Regions from separate parts of the Mus musculus genome. Here all the other regions are linked to region 3. A link is a contact called in public HiChIP or PLAC-seq and promoter capture Hi-C data. All regions are on one chromosome and are shown on one strand. The core of a region is the stretch at or near the end of the contact, and the rest is flanking DNA. Distances in the headings are between cores, read along the strand shown.

Region 1 (4,528 bases), core at 1,877-4,376, 1.6 Mb after region 3:
CACTTGGTCTGTAAATATAAGGATCTATGTTTGAATTCCTAGAAACCACATAGAAAGTTGGGTCTAACTCTTAGAGCCTGTGCTGGGGATTGCAGAATACAGGCAGATCCCTGGAGTTCACTGACCATACAGCTTAACCTAACAGTGAGCATGCAGTTCAGTGAGAGATGCTGTCCAAAGAAAGTGAGACAGAGAGGGACAGAGGAAGACATCAAAAAGCATTCTCTAGTTTTCACATGCACTCACACAGACATGTACATACACATACAAATACACACAGAGAGAGACAGAGACAAACAGACAGACAGACAGACAGGCAGGCAGAGAGAGCAAGTCAGAGAGAGGGAGAGAGAGAAAGAGAGAGAGAAGGGGAGAGAGAGGTGGGGAAGGAAGAAGTGCATACGTGTTTATGAAGGAAGATAACAAAAGGTTGGTCTAGAGAGTGTCATGTACTAGAAATAATGAAACCAGAATTTAGAGAGATAATAATCCAAGTAAATATTTTTTAGAAGATCCAGTATATAAAAACGCTAAGCCAACTTAAAAGAATCAAACAAATTCTCAATTAAGAATATAGAAATTAAACATGTACTAAACTGAATAAATGTAGTGGTCAAAACATGGTTAAATTGGTAGCAGTGCTGCAGAAATTACAAAAGAATCCATGAAGTTCTACAGAAAAATAAAGCAGACGAAACAGGACACTCAAGAGACTGTGGCTGCTAACACAAAGGCAGAGGAGGACAAAAGGAAGGGGGAAGTAATAAAAACAGCTAAGAATATTCCAGGATTCATAAGAAAGGAGAGAAAAAATAAATTCTAAATTGAGTGAGTAAAGCAGTTTTTCTCCTTAGTTGATATGCCCACTTTCGTAGGACTCATTTAAAAATATGACACAGTTGTCACAGTGCATGAACGAGAAATCAAGAAAAATTATACCTTTCTCATGTCTTAGCAAAGAAAACCAGCTCACCAGTTTCTTATGTACTCTCCCAGAAGCACCATATTTATGTACAAGTATGTATATATTAATCTTTAAATGAATACATTAAGCTTTTATTTGTTTTCAATTAATCAACTCTGCTCTCCCTCTCCCTCTTTCTCCCTCTCCCTCTTTCTCCCTCTCCCTCTCCCTCTCCCTCTCCCTCTCCCTCTCCCTCTCCCTCTCTGTGTGTGCGTGCATGTGCATCTATGTCTGTGTCTGTGTCTGTGTCTGTGTCTGTGTCTGTGTCTGTGTCTGTGTCTGTGTCCATGTCTGTATGGTTGTACTTGCCTAGGCAAAAGTGTAGAGTTTGAGGGATGCTTTTCCTCTCACCTTATGGGTTTCATGAATTAAACCCAAGCCATCAAGCATCCATGACAACTATTTTAACTTATTAAGGCTCACACTCATTTTTTAAAGATAAATAATAGAACACTATATAAACATACTTCTTAATTTTTTATAGTATAAAATTTGTTCCAAAGAAGAAATATAAAATGTACTCACCATTTTTAAGGGATATAAAGGTTTCTGTTGTGTTGATGGGTAATGATGTTCTCTGTGGGGAGAGGATACACTAGAGATTGAAATCAGAACCTTCCAATGCTAAGCACAAGCTCTGCCACTACATTGTTACCTTAATGTCTCAGCTACTTCTCTGTTGCTGAGATAAAATGCCACAACTAGAAGTGAATTATGGGAGCAAGAGTTTATTTTGGCTTACGGTTCTAGACAGGAGAAGGTACCAAAAGAAGACATCTCATACTGACTGCTGGCTTCAACACATGCATGCACAGATGTGCACACCCACCTACTACCATGATGGAGAATACATCTCACACTGGCTTCTACACATACATGTACAGTTGTGTATACCCACCCACTACACCCATACACACACGGGGGAGAGGGGTAGGAGAGAGAAAGAGAGAGAAGGAGGGAGAGGGAGGGAGGGAGGGAGGGAGGGAGGGAGGGAGGAGGAGGAGGAGGAGGAGGAGGAGGAGGAAGTCGTCACTGAGTGTCTGTCTTTTTGTTTTCTTTGTATGATGGGCTACATTTTAGAAATATAGCCATACATTCTTAGACTTCCAGAGCTGAATTTTGGCTTTCCTTTTTTTCTGTAATGCATGAGACAAAAGTATGTAGCTTTGCATGTGATTTACTTATACTGTGACAATGATAGGATCCCTCACAAGGAAATGCTCAAAACTCCTTGTATGATTCTTAGAGGAAAAGAGACCATGAGGCTCATCTGCTATCTGTGATCACTGCATGCCTACCTCACCATGTCCTCCACTTTGGTAGCTCCGAATTGGTCAAGGTTTGTCTCCGTTCCTTCATTTCCTACCCTAAGCACCAATGCTATTCCTGTAAGTGCACCCTTCTCCTTCCCTTCCACGTGAATTCCCTAAAGGCTCACACTCACTCGCTTCATGCCAGCACCTGCCTCAGCACGTGGGGGATGCTGGGAACAGGACAACAGACTCATAACGTGACATATTTAAAACAGAAAAACAAGTGTGTTGGTGGTCCAAGTCTATCCTACAGAATCCTAGATTCATATCAAACGTTAAGAAAGCAACAGGGAAAGTAAGACTAGGATGATGGGGAATCAGTCTTGTTTAAGATTGTGAAGCTTCTGGGGTTTAAGCTTGCTCTCAAACTCAAATTCCAGCATGGGCAGCCTCCTCTACCTAAGAAAATGTCCACATGGGAGGGTTTTTAGGCTCAGCAGACCCCAGGGATCTTTGACCTTCAACCTTGTGGCTCTGAGAGGCCTCTTTTACTTCCTTGGATTAAAACTAGCAAACAAACAAAATCCCTGGAGGCAATAGCAATATCAAATTACCTAGAACACCTGGGTTTAAAACAGAGGAAGAAAAAGGAGGGGGAAAAAAGAAGATAAAGTTAACAATGTTGTGCGGACAATCTTTGATTTTAAAATACTTTGTAAATTAGCACCGTAGGCTTAACCCAGCTCCTCTTCTTCTTGTGTGATGGGGTGGGTAGCTGGCTGTACTTGCTCCGCAAGGAAGTATCTCTCCCTCAAGGGCTCTGTCACCTTTGCTCTTTCTCAGTCCTGGGGCCTTATGAAGTCTTGCTGTAGTCATAGCAACAAGGGAACATCACACTCCCAGCTAATTACCAATCTTTCTGGGTAAGGAAAGAAAATTAATTTCCTCGGACGGACAAGGTAAGCCTCCACACTACAAATGTTTCTTATATTATATTTCAAAAGACAAAAATGTGGCTGTCCTTTGCTGGATTCGATCAGTAATTAGTTAGAAGCATAATTTGCATTCACAGAGTAATTGTGTTTACTTTCCAAGCTAATACAATTTTCAGGGAAAACTAGTAGATCAGCAAGAGTAAGACCCCCCACCCTGTGAGCAAAGGCCTTTATGTTTTATTTAAAGTTGTCACGTGGAGCCTGCATTTTCTTTCAGATCTCTCAAGCTGTGTGGCAGTTCCCCAAATGGCTCGTTCCAGAAACAGCTTTGGATCGTACATTTGTGTCTCATCTGTTGACAAGCATTTTAGTTTTCTACGAGTTCCCTCTAGTACTCGCCTTACCAAATACAACTGTTGGCGCGGAGTCTCCAAATGGCGGATTGATACAGTCCCACAAACCCTACACTTCGCAGTCGGATCAATCACTTTGCATTTGGCTGCAACAAAGAGAAAATGATTTCTAAAGGTGCTGACTCAGAGCTTAGTGAGATTTACTTAAATGCATTTCATATTTTAATTAAAACATATAGATGCTCCTCACTTCCTTGAGAGAAGGAATATGATATCTCTCCATAGTTTGGATGTGTGCCTTTCCCTGTGGCATCCTATTCTTTCTTCTTGCTCTAATCAGGAACCAGGCATTTGGGGGGAGAGAGCTTCTGTATACAGTATGCTATTTGATTTTCTTCTCTGGTGAGCTCTTGCATAGGCTGGAGAACAGAGATTAAAGGTGTGTATATTTAGTATCAGAAAAGCAGAGTGTATGTTTTCGCATCTCCTTTATACATTAATCAAGAGAGCTGGCTTCCAGGGAACGATTGCTGCTACCATTGGGAAAAAAACAGCAGCCTCTTAATCAGTGTTTCACTGTTGTCAGCTGGGGAGTCAGGGAGAGTTAGGAGCTACTGGGCTCCTTCCCAAAGGGCTCTCATCTCCTGATAAAACTTGTCCTTTTTCCTTCCCAATCCGGAAGCCTAGGATCCAGTATCAGCAGTACTATATGTCATATTCCAGGATATTTCATTCTTGTTCCCTTAACTGATTGGTTCTATCTAGAAAGAGGCAGATTTTTTTTTGGTCCCCCTTTTAATGGAACTGTAATTCAGATTCTGAATTTCAACAATAACAAACAAATAAACACCTGTTGGACTGATTCCTAGCCTCATAGCCTGGGCATTGTCTGTGCCCTCTCTGATGAAATCCTGGGGACTGCACCTGGGTTACTATGACATTACAATACACTGGGAGTGAGATTAGACACCAGGGCCAGCTTCCACAGCTTTGAGGAATTTAATAGTGAAACTGGCTGACCCC
Region 2 (4,286 bases), core at 1,119-3,618, 1.7 Mb after region 3:
TCTGCTGATACAGGTAGGTGTGCCTGGAGCAGAGATGGGCAAGAAGTCCTTGCTCTTAAGAATCCTGCACAAAATGGAACCCCATGTTGACCCATGACTCTTCTAATAAGTAACAAAATTCATTTGTGTGTCCCAAGAAGCAAATATAATGAAGAATTAGGTAAGATGTCTCATTTCCTATCAGGCAATCCCAATATTATCTAATTCACTCCTTCATATGAACACGGATACCGCCACAAAAGATAAATCAACCCCAAAAGCCAAGCTTATGCAGAAAATATAAAGGAATGATCTCACTGACCCCTATCATCAGTGTACGCACATCTCTATCTAAAGGGGGACATATGTGATCATGGCTTATTAAATAATGGGAACCACTAAAATAACCGGGTTTGTGAAGAGAATGCAAAGTGGGAGCATCACTTGGCCTCCTTCCCAGCATATCCAACTCAGAGCTCCAAAGCTGTGTGTGCCACAGGACAGCCATAGCTGCGCAACACAAAACCACACTTACTACAAGTACTATGAGATTTTTCTTTCTAGATTTTATTAATTTTTCCCATTTAAATTGCACAAGTATAAACTTTGTAGATGACAATCTGCTGCCCTGTGTGACTATAAAACAGACCTGCTAGACCTTTGCAGTCTCAGTGTCTGTGTATACCTATCTGCCCACATATACATGCACACCCATGCGTATGCACACTTGTGAGTCACAAGTGATACACTAAAGTAAAGCCTCGAATTGTGGGGGAGGTGCTGTTACTTAGAGAGGTCTCTCATGATCTCTGAGGGATGGTAGCAGACTGACTGAAATGGAAGCAGGGCGTAGAGAAGGCTGAGAAGGAACCAGCTCAGCAAGGTGGGTGTGGGAGACTCAGGGGAGTCCTAGCAGCTGTGGTGAGAGGAGACTGATGTGTTGTGAAGTGAGTTTCAGGAGCAACAGACTGCAGAGGAAAAGGGGGAGAGGAGATCGGGGGAGATGCGGTAGGGAAGGAAGAGAAGGGAAGAGAAAGGATCTTGAGTAGGGGAGAGAAGGGGAGAAAGGAAAGAGGAGAGAGGAGGGAGAGAAGGGGGAAGTTAAAGGATAAAGGAGGGGAATCGAAGGGAGAGGAGAGGGGAGGGAAGGAAACGAAGAAGGACCTTGTATCTTTGAAAAGAGAGTCAGAAAGAAGAGGGGAGGAGAAGGAGAAAGGAGGAGGAGGGAAAGGAAAGAGAGGAGAAAAGGCCAAAGATGCTTTCAGGTTTTCATTTTGATCAGTGGAGCACCTGGACTGTGAGTGGCAAAGCACCTGAGAGGATGAAGGCAGGTGGCAAGCCTGAGGTCCCTAAGCTGCTCTGGGGCAGACAGAACAACTCTATGTGTCTGTGATATCATCGGGAGACAGACAAGAACTAATCAGAGGAAAGGACAACAGAAGTCTGCAGGGATGCCTCACTATCTAATGCCAACTCACAGAGACACAAAGCACAGGGTACCAATAGCAATCAGTGAGGCTAAAGCTATGCCCAGTGTCCTTTAGGAAGTCAGGGGATGGGGCAACACCGGGGAGCCCTCACACAGGAGGATCAACACTGACCGGCGATATATCAGCTTTGGGAGCCATTGCAGGAATAAACACTAGAAGATAGAACTGAGGATAGCAAGCTGAATCAATAACATGACGCCATCCTCATGAGAGACAAAGCGATGGCCCTTCATCTGCTGGGATGGAACGCTGTCTAAGACACACCTGGGAATAAAGACAACGTGCCAAACATTTGTATAATAGCATTCCACTCGTGAGCAGGACTGAAGACACAGTTCTTCTAGAGGACACCAGAGAAAAATGAAGACATTTTCCCTTTGCTCCTCTTGAGAATTCTGTACAGCCTTAGATTTTCAGAGGTTAACAATCCCTGGCACGGTAAACTTCAGCCACTACTTACTTTTTTTCTCTGAAAAGGGTCACATACGCCATGTATAACATACCACAAACTATGATTTAAAACCCCACAGGAAGGGCCTAATTCCCTGTACTCTTGGCTCCACAAACAGGGCTTTCTTTCTCTCCTTTTTACTGCCCCCCCCCCACACACACACATGGTATATTGACATTAAGCCTCTGCTCACCTGTTTCTGGCTATCACTACAAAGCAAGTGTAAGAAGAAAGACCCATGTCTCGTTGCACAGGCACACAACAAAAGGGACCCAAAGGGACCTGGCTGCTTCTCCCCAGATCTTCCCATTCCCCAAACAGTCCCAGGACTGTCTTCTCCTCCGTGCCATTGGTCCTGAAAGTCTGGATTCCAAAGCCCAGAGCAGTGGCAGGCAGGGAGGTTCTCACAGTGGCTGAGAGCAGAGGTTTCCACACGTGTGAGCTGCTGGAGTTGAGTATGAATGGGGGTCTTGTCTGGCTTCAATAAAGCACCTCTCTGTTTGTATGCATGCTATACTGAGAGTCTTGTCCATGGAGAAGCCACCCAGCGCTCCTCAGCAATCCCTTTCCTGTTGTCTTGAAGGGACCTATTTAACATTTTCCTTCTCTGCGGTAAATTAGGCAACTGAAGCATTTCTCAAGGCAGGCACGAAGCACACGCATTGGCTCATTGGATATCAATTAATTTTTTTTTAATTCTCTTGCTGAGATGAAAGGCCTCTCTCTGGTTAGCCTGCCATCCTTGCCAATTGAAAGAAATCACTCATAAAAACGAAACTGAGTCTCAAGCTTCAAGCCGCTTACAAAGAACCAATTGATTTACCCAACTGGATGCAGACGCAGGCCCAAAATAAGAATCTTGTTGCTGTCGGGACGTTACATTAGAAAAACTAATTTACTTAGAGTCGTACGACAATAAAACACATTGTGACTTTAAAAAACACAGAGAACAGTTCCCTTGGCGACACATCTTAAAAGGGAATGAGGTGGGTTTGTATGTGCTGAGCAAGGAAAAATTTCTCCAAAGAGCAAGATGTATTATGATTTTATTCAAAACATATGTGTGCTGGGAGAGATGGGGACTCTAACAAGGAGAAGATTCCAATGAAGGAGTTGATGGTTCTGTATCCAAAGACTGAAGGCCTGGGCAGGAAGGAGAAGCACCCGATACCGCGAGATCCTGTACTGTCTGGCTTGTGCATTTATAATGTATTCTATTCGTGGTACACACATAATGTAAGACTGGGTGTTTTAAAGTTTTCGCGTTAATGTGGCAAGTTATTTCACAGGACCATATCATTATGCCACCATCAAAACCAGATCTCAGGGCCAGTGAGAGGGCACAGCTGGTAAAAGCTATCTGCCCAGAAGCCTGATGAACTGGGTTTGATTCCAATCTCACACACATACACGCACATCCGATAAATGGATACATAAATAAATGTCCTTTAGTTTAAAATATACTCCCTCAGATCTCTCACATAGGCCATCAGTCGTTTCTGGCATGCACCAATGGTCTTGCATCTTTGGAACGTTCCTACGATCATAATCTGACCTTTTAAGTTCTTGTTTAAAAACTACAATTGAACTGATAGAGTTGGTGGGCCAGTCCCATAAAGGCCATGAATCACATTTCTCCCAGGCTCTCTGCTTGTCTAATGGCTCTAAATCAGTTATATAGCCAATCCCACAGATGACCGAAGATGAAACTATCCACATAACGAGTACAGAGATAATTACTGCCCACTTAACAGAGCAAAGAGTAATGAGTGAATAAAACCTTTTAAACATCTCACCGATGTAAAGGTGCAAGAGCTATTCTGATGCAACAATGTTAGGCTCAAAACCAGAAGAACGGGGGCATCTCTAGGGTCTCTTACAGTCTAAAAGGTCAATTCTCAAAACCCTGTCTTTAAAATAGCCCAACCTCACAAGGTATCTCTCTGAGCCTTGTGTGACTTAAGTTCTTGCCACCTTCACAGACAGGGACTGCAGGACACTGTGACTCGGCACTGCTGGGGACAGGAATGGCACATTAGGGTAGAGACCTAAGATGCCAGCTTCATTTAGTTTGATAAGGTATGATCAATTGGCTAATCAAAACCTGCTAATACCATAAATATACAAACAGGAAAATCAAAAAGGAAAAGAAATCAATGAATTGAAAATAGCTATCCATTGGTATTAGAGCTCCTAGGCAATCATATCAAAAAATCATGTTAAACATGATTTGCCTAAAAAGATCAGTTAAAAGACCTCATCCAAGAGCGGTTGTGCAGCGAGTGGCGGTTAATCAGAAATCACAACTTCTCAAAGTGAGCAAGTGTCTGTGTGGTTCTTGGTCACAGATCTTTATCCCAACTCAC
Region 3 (4,235 bases), core at 270-2,769:
TGTGTATGTGTGTGTGTATATGTGTGTGTGTATGTGTGAAGGGGGTCTTCCTGCTGGATTATGACACAAGAGTGTCACGTGGTCAGGTAGAGTGAGCAAACTAGCTGGTCTCTCTAATTTTAAGACCCCATAACCCTTCCTTAATCCCAATCACCCTCCAAAGGCTCCCTCTCCAAATACTATTAACATATTACTCTGGAGATTATTCTCCAACACATACGCCATAAAACCACGTGTGGAGAGAACAGGAGACAGTAGGGACGTTGGATGGGGCGGAGGCATTATAGGTAAGGGTGAACACGGGGAGTCAGAAATTCAGTGTGGGAATGAAGCAAAAACAATTTAAACAGGCCCAAGTAGAAGACTAACTCCATGTGTGTTAAATGCCCCAGTAGTTAGACATGTGAATTCACCTTTAAACACTCCTACTGTTACTTTCAACAAACTCCCTTTCTTTGGTTCACTTAATTCCATTGTCAAGCCAGTGTGAAACTGAGGAATCAGGGTTGCAACTATAACCCTTAGGCCTTACCAGCTTAAGGACAGGGCTCTCTGCCTGCCTGCCTCTCTGCCTGCTCACCTGTCTGATAAAAATAGGCAGCATAATGTCCAGCTCCTGTCTGCTCATATCAGCAATGATTCTCCCAGACCTCCACTAGTTTCAAGGCTCTGCAGTGAGGCATCAGGGGGTTAGTAGAGGGGTGCCCTATTGCTGCACTGTAGGTTGGAGGTGGGCACGACATACTGCATGCATTGACCTCTGCTCTCCAAGACTTGTGATGAGTGTACATGAATAACCGCACCTAAAGGCCCAAGGGGAAAAAACGGATACTCAGGATTTGGGTCAGGTCTCACGTAGGCCTGAGGACACCCCAAGTGGGTGTCCTTTGTATGGCCACTGGGGAGGATGCGCAGGCTTCATTAGGTACATGTCGAGTGGCTGACTACACGGCTGTAGTTCTTTTGTAGCAGAAGGCAGATTAGAGTAGGAAGAGCATTTGATCTGGCGCCATGCAGGAAAAAGCGGATGTCGTCCCTAAACCCAAGCAGCTTTCAAGCCTCTTCCTGGGCAGAGATGCGGTCCTAAGAGCCAACGACAGCTTAAAAGAAATTAGAGACAGGGTGAGGCCGTCCCTGTGGGTCCCGCCTACCAGATCCGTCCACGGCGTGGGGCCAGCGCGCGACCTCTGCGAGCAGCCCCTGCGGCAGAAGAGGACCTTACTGCGGTCGACTGCCGCCGCGCCGCCGCCGGGACCTTTCCCCTACTTTCCAGGCCTCACGCCCCGCCTCTAGCCCGGACCAAAACACGTGCCGCCGCCCGCCCCGCCGGATCACGCCGCAGCCAGGCTCCGATCACGCGCCCCCCCGCGGCGCCCATTGGCCCGCTTCTTGCCGGCCTGGCGCTGATTGGCTGGCGGCAGAGGCCATGCCCCCAGCAGGGAGCGGTGTATTTTGGTTTGCCCGCGCGCCCCGCCCAGGGCCGCTCCCTCCGTGGCGCCCCGCCCCTCCCGCGCCTCCCGGGCCGCGCGGAGGCAGAGCCGCGCGGCAAGGAAGGCGGAGGTGCGCGCCGGGAACAGACGCTCGGGACACCGCCGCCCGCCGCACACGTGCAGCCTCCGCCGCACGCAGGGCTCCTGCCTCGCAGCATTGCTGCCTGCAGGCCATACGGCACCATGCACTCGCCGGGCTCCACCGGCCCCGGCGACGGGCGCGCGGTAAGTGACGGGGCTGAGCGCGGGACGAGACGGGGGACGCGGGAGGGATGGCGACTTCTCGCTGCGGTGGGGGCTGCGGATTTGCTCTGGTCCGGACAGGGACCCGGAGGCTCGGCCGGGTCAGGGTGGGGAGGGGGGTGTGTTAGCGCGGCAGCCTGCCTTCAGCTTTGTCTCTGGTCCGCTGCGGCCCCGCCCGGCGCGGCTATTTCCAGCCATGACGTCACCCGAATCCAGAGGAGGACCGCTGTTGGATGTGGGCGCGGCTGGCGGGAACTTGGGGGCGGAGTCAAAGCTGGGGCGCAGCATGGGGGCGTGGCCAAAGCTAGGGCGTGGGCAAGCGTGCTTGGAGGAGATATTGGGGGAACTAGATGGGACCAAGGCGAAGGACATGGTGAAAGCACCTGGTAGTAGTGTAAGAGGGCGGAACCGAAGCTAGAGAGCTTGGTGAGAACCTCTGGTAGGACTGTGGGGCGGGGCCGATGTAAGAGTGCATAGTGAGAGTTTATCTAGGGGCGGGGCAAAGGCTAAGCCGAAGGGAGGGAGTGTGGTGAGAGCATCTGGTAGGAGTGCAGTGGGAGGGGCTGTGGGTGGAGCCAAAGTAAAGGTATCTCAGGAGGGTGTGGCCAGAGTGCCTGGATGGGGTTACGACGGAATGAGGAGCAAGGCAATAGTGTGTCTTGATAGGCGAGTGTGCAAGAGTGTGGTTCGAAGAGGTGTGTCAGCCAAGCTTAATGGGCTGGTAAGGGTAGAGCTGGGCGAAGGGTGGAGTCTAAGTGAGAAGGGGTGTGGTAAAATGGGACTTTGCAGGCTTGGGCCCAGGGACTGAGTGAAGTCATGGCAGGGACCTCTGTCAGAAGGTGTAGGGTGTGGAGCAACAGAACCTGATAGAAATGTAGGGGGCCAGAGAAGTGGTGCGGAGCAGGTTCCTGGTGAGAACACAGTATTACATGGACTCAAGGGAACCTACGTTCGCATTCTTTCCTAGTATGGGGCTGGACATTGATTCCACTTGAAGGCTCATAATCAAAATACCCTTCCAGGAGGTTGTCTGGCCCCTATGGTCATATCTTTGCCTGTTCAGTGAAGGGGAATCTGGACAGACAGGAAGTTTTGAAGCTCAGAAAATATGTATGGAAATATGTGTCTGTAGGCTTAAGTTTCTCTTTTGGACAGGCTAGGTTCCAGTCCCTTCCTCCCCACTCCTGCATGTAAAGGTGACATGGTATACAGGAGGAGACACCTTTCCTGGACTATGGTTGAGCTTTCTCATGCTGTTCCTCTCACCTGACCTCCTCCCTAGTTCTCATAACAAGTGATTTAATGTTTCTGAGTCTGCTGAGGAAGCAGGCAGTCACGGAGGACTGTGCTAGCATGGAACCTAGGTCCAGCCACTGGGAAATTAAGCTTGGGGTAGTGTTTCCTTTCTTAGGGACACCACTCTGGTCCTGCGCTAGATGATCTCACCCACCAGCTAACTGGCTGCTTGGTTTCATCTGCTGCTTTGCCTGTTTCCCTTTCCTACAACACCTTCCTGCTAGCCATTCTGGTGTTTACCTCTAGAGTTAATCTTCATCATTTAGCCAAGAGAAGAAGTTAGTAACCTGTTTTGTTTATTTTATAGCTGTGGGGATTGAATTCAGGTGCACACGTGAGGTAGTCAGGCATTAAACTATTGAGCAATAGCCCCGCCTTGGAACCTTTTTAAGAATCGGGGGCGGGTTTTTGTTTGTTTGTTTTATTTTGTTTTTGTTGGTTTTTTTGTTTTTGTTTTTGTTTTGTTTTTTGTGGAAACTGTTTCTCAACCAAGCCCAGTCTTCAGAGCTTGAAAACAAAGTTGTGTTGAGAGTCCCGTTTGGGTCTTTTTATTCCAAGACAGAGACCATTGCTTTGTTAAGGGTGCTGCACATGTCTATGGTAGACCCACATACCTGTCAGGGTTATCGTCCCTTTATTCTCCTGAACTAAGGAGCCACTGTGTTGTGCTGCCTTTAGGCTGACATCATGGACATTTGTGAGTCGATCCTGGAGAGGAAGCGGCATGACAGCGAAAGGTCCACATGCAGCGTCCTGGAGCAGACGGACATCGAAGCTGTGGAAGCTCTTGTCTGCATGAGCTCTTGGGGTCAGAGGTCCCAGATGAGACCCCTCACGCCTGTCTCTGACTCTGGTGACGTCACCACTGCTGTGCTTATGGACACAGCTGCACCTGATCTACCAAAGGACTTCCATTCTTTTTCAACTCTGGTAAGAGGAGGTGGGGGAGAGAAGCATTTTTGTGAACTGCCTAGAATAGCATAGGTAAAATGCGCTGGAGAACTTGGACGGAGATTAACAAATGATGCTGGCCAAGAGGTTGCCTGTACTCCTTTTATGTGGATGCCAAAGTGTGAAAATTCCTCTCTTAAATGTGCTTTCTGTTCAGTGGTAGGTCATAACTTGCTGACAGGTGCTCAGGGACAAAGCCTGTAGGTGGTTGCAGAAAGGTGTATTGTGCTTGTTTTCTAGGAGTCTTAAGGTGTG

Evidence for each region. Promoter capture Hi-C pulls out the DNA fragments that hold promoters and counts their contacts. HiChIP or PLAC-seq counts read pairs in DNA pulled down with a chosen protein or histone mark.
Region 1: a promoter capture Hi-C map of hippocampal neurons shows a contact between it and region 3, with 8 times the contacts expected there. The contact joins the promoter of 4930480M12Rik here to the promoter of Klf11 in region 3. A contact is called at or near these places in 3 of 39 promoter capture datasets (cranial neural crest, hippocampal neurons and maxillary cranial neural crest).
Region 2: a contact with region 3 is called in an H3K27ac HiChIP or PLAC-seq map of large pre-B cells, with 6 times the contacts expected there. The contact joins the enhancer-like site here to the promoter of Klf11 in region 3. A contact is called at or near these places in 3 of 39 promoter capture datasets (frontonasal cranial neural crest, maxillary cranial neural crest and pre-B cells), 2 of 484 Hi-C or Micro-C datasets (CD4 T cells and LSK cells) and 1 of 115 datasets of contacts at active chromatin or transcription factors (large pre-B cells).

The regions. Positions count from the first base shown.
Region 1 is chr12:26,208,141-26,212,668 of GRCm38.p6, forward strand. It overlaps 4930480M12Rik (RIKEN cDNA 4930480M12 gene), which reads left to right and starts at 3,127. Exons shown (of 3, transcript NR_046278.1): 1 at 3,127-3,176. Gm29687 (predicted gene, 29687) reads right to left here and starts at 2,365. Exons shown (of 5, transcript NR_131149.1): 1 at 2,263-2,365; 2 at 1,490-1,541.
Region 2 is chr12:26,392,678-26,396,963 of GRCm38.p6, forward strand. The region is part of intron 2 of Rnf144a (ring finger protein 144A); the gene reads right to left. Among named protein-coding and RNA genes, the nearest start is that of Mir6538, 20 kb to the right of the region's middle. Within about 2 kb of position 2,369, at least 52 of the 459 cell types and tissues checked have an H3K27ac peak or open chromatin away from gene starts, as enhancers often do.
Region 3 is chr12:24,649,852-24,654,086 of GRCm38.p6, forward strand. It overlaps Klf11 (Kruppel-like factor 11), which reads left to right and starts at 1,520. Exons shown (of 4, transcript NM_178357.3): 1 at 1,520-1,715; 2 at 3,708-3,959. The coding sequence starts at 1,674.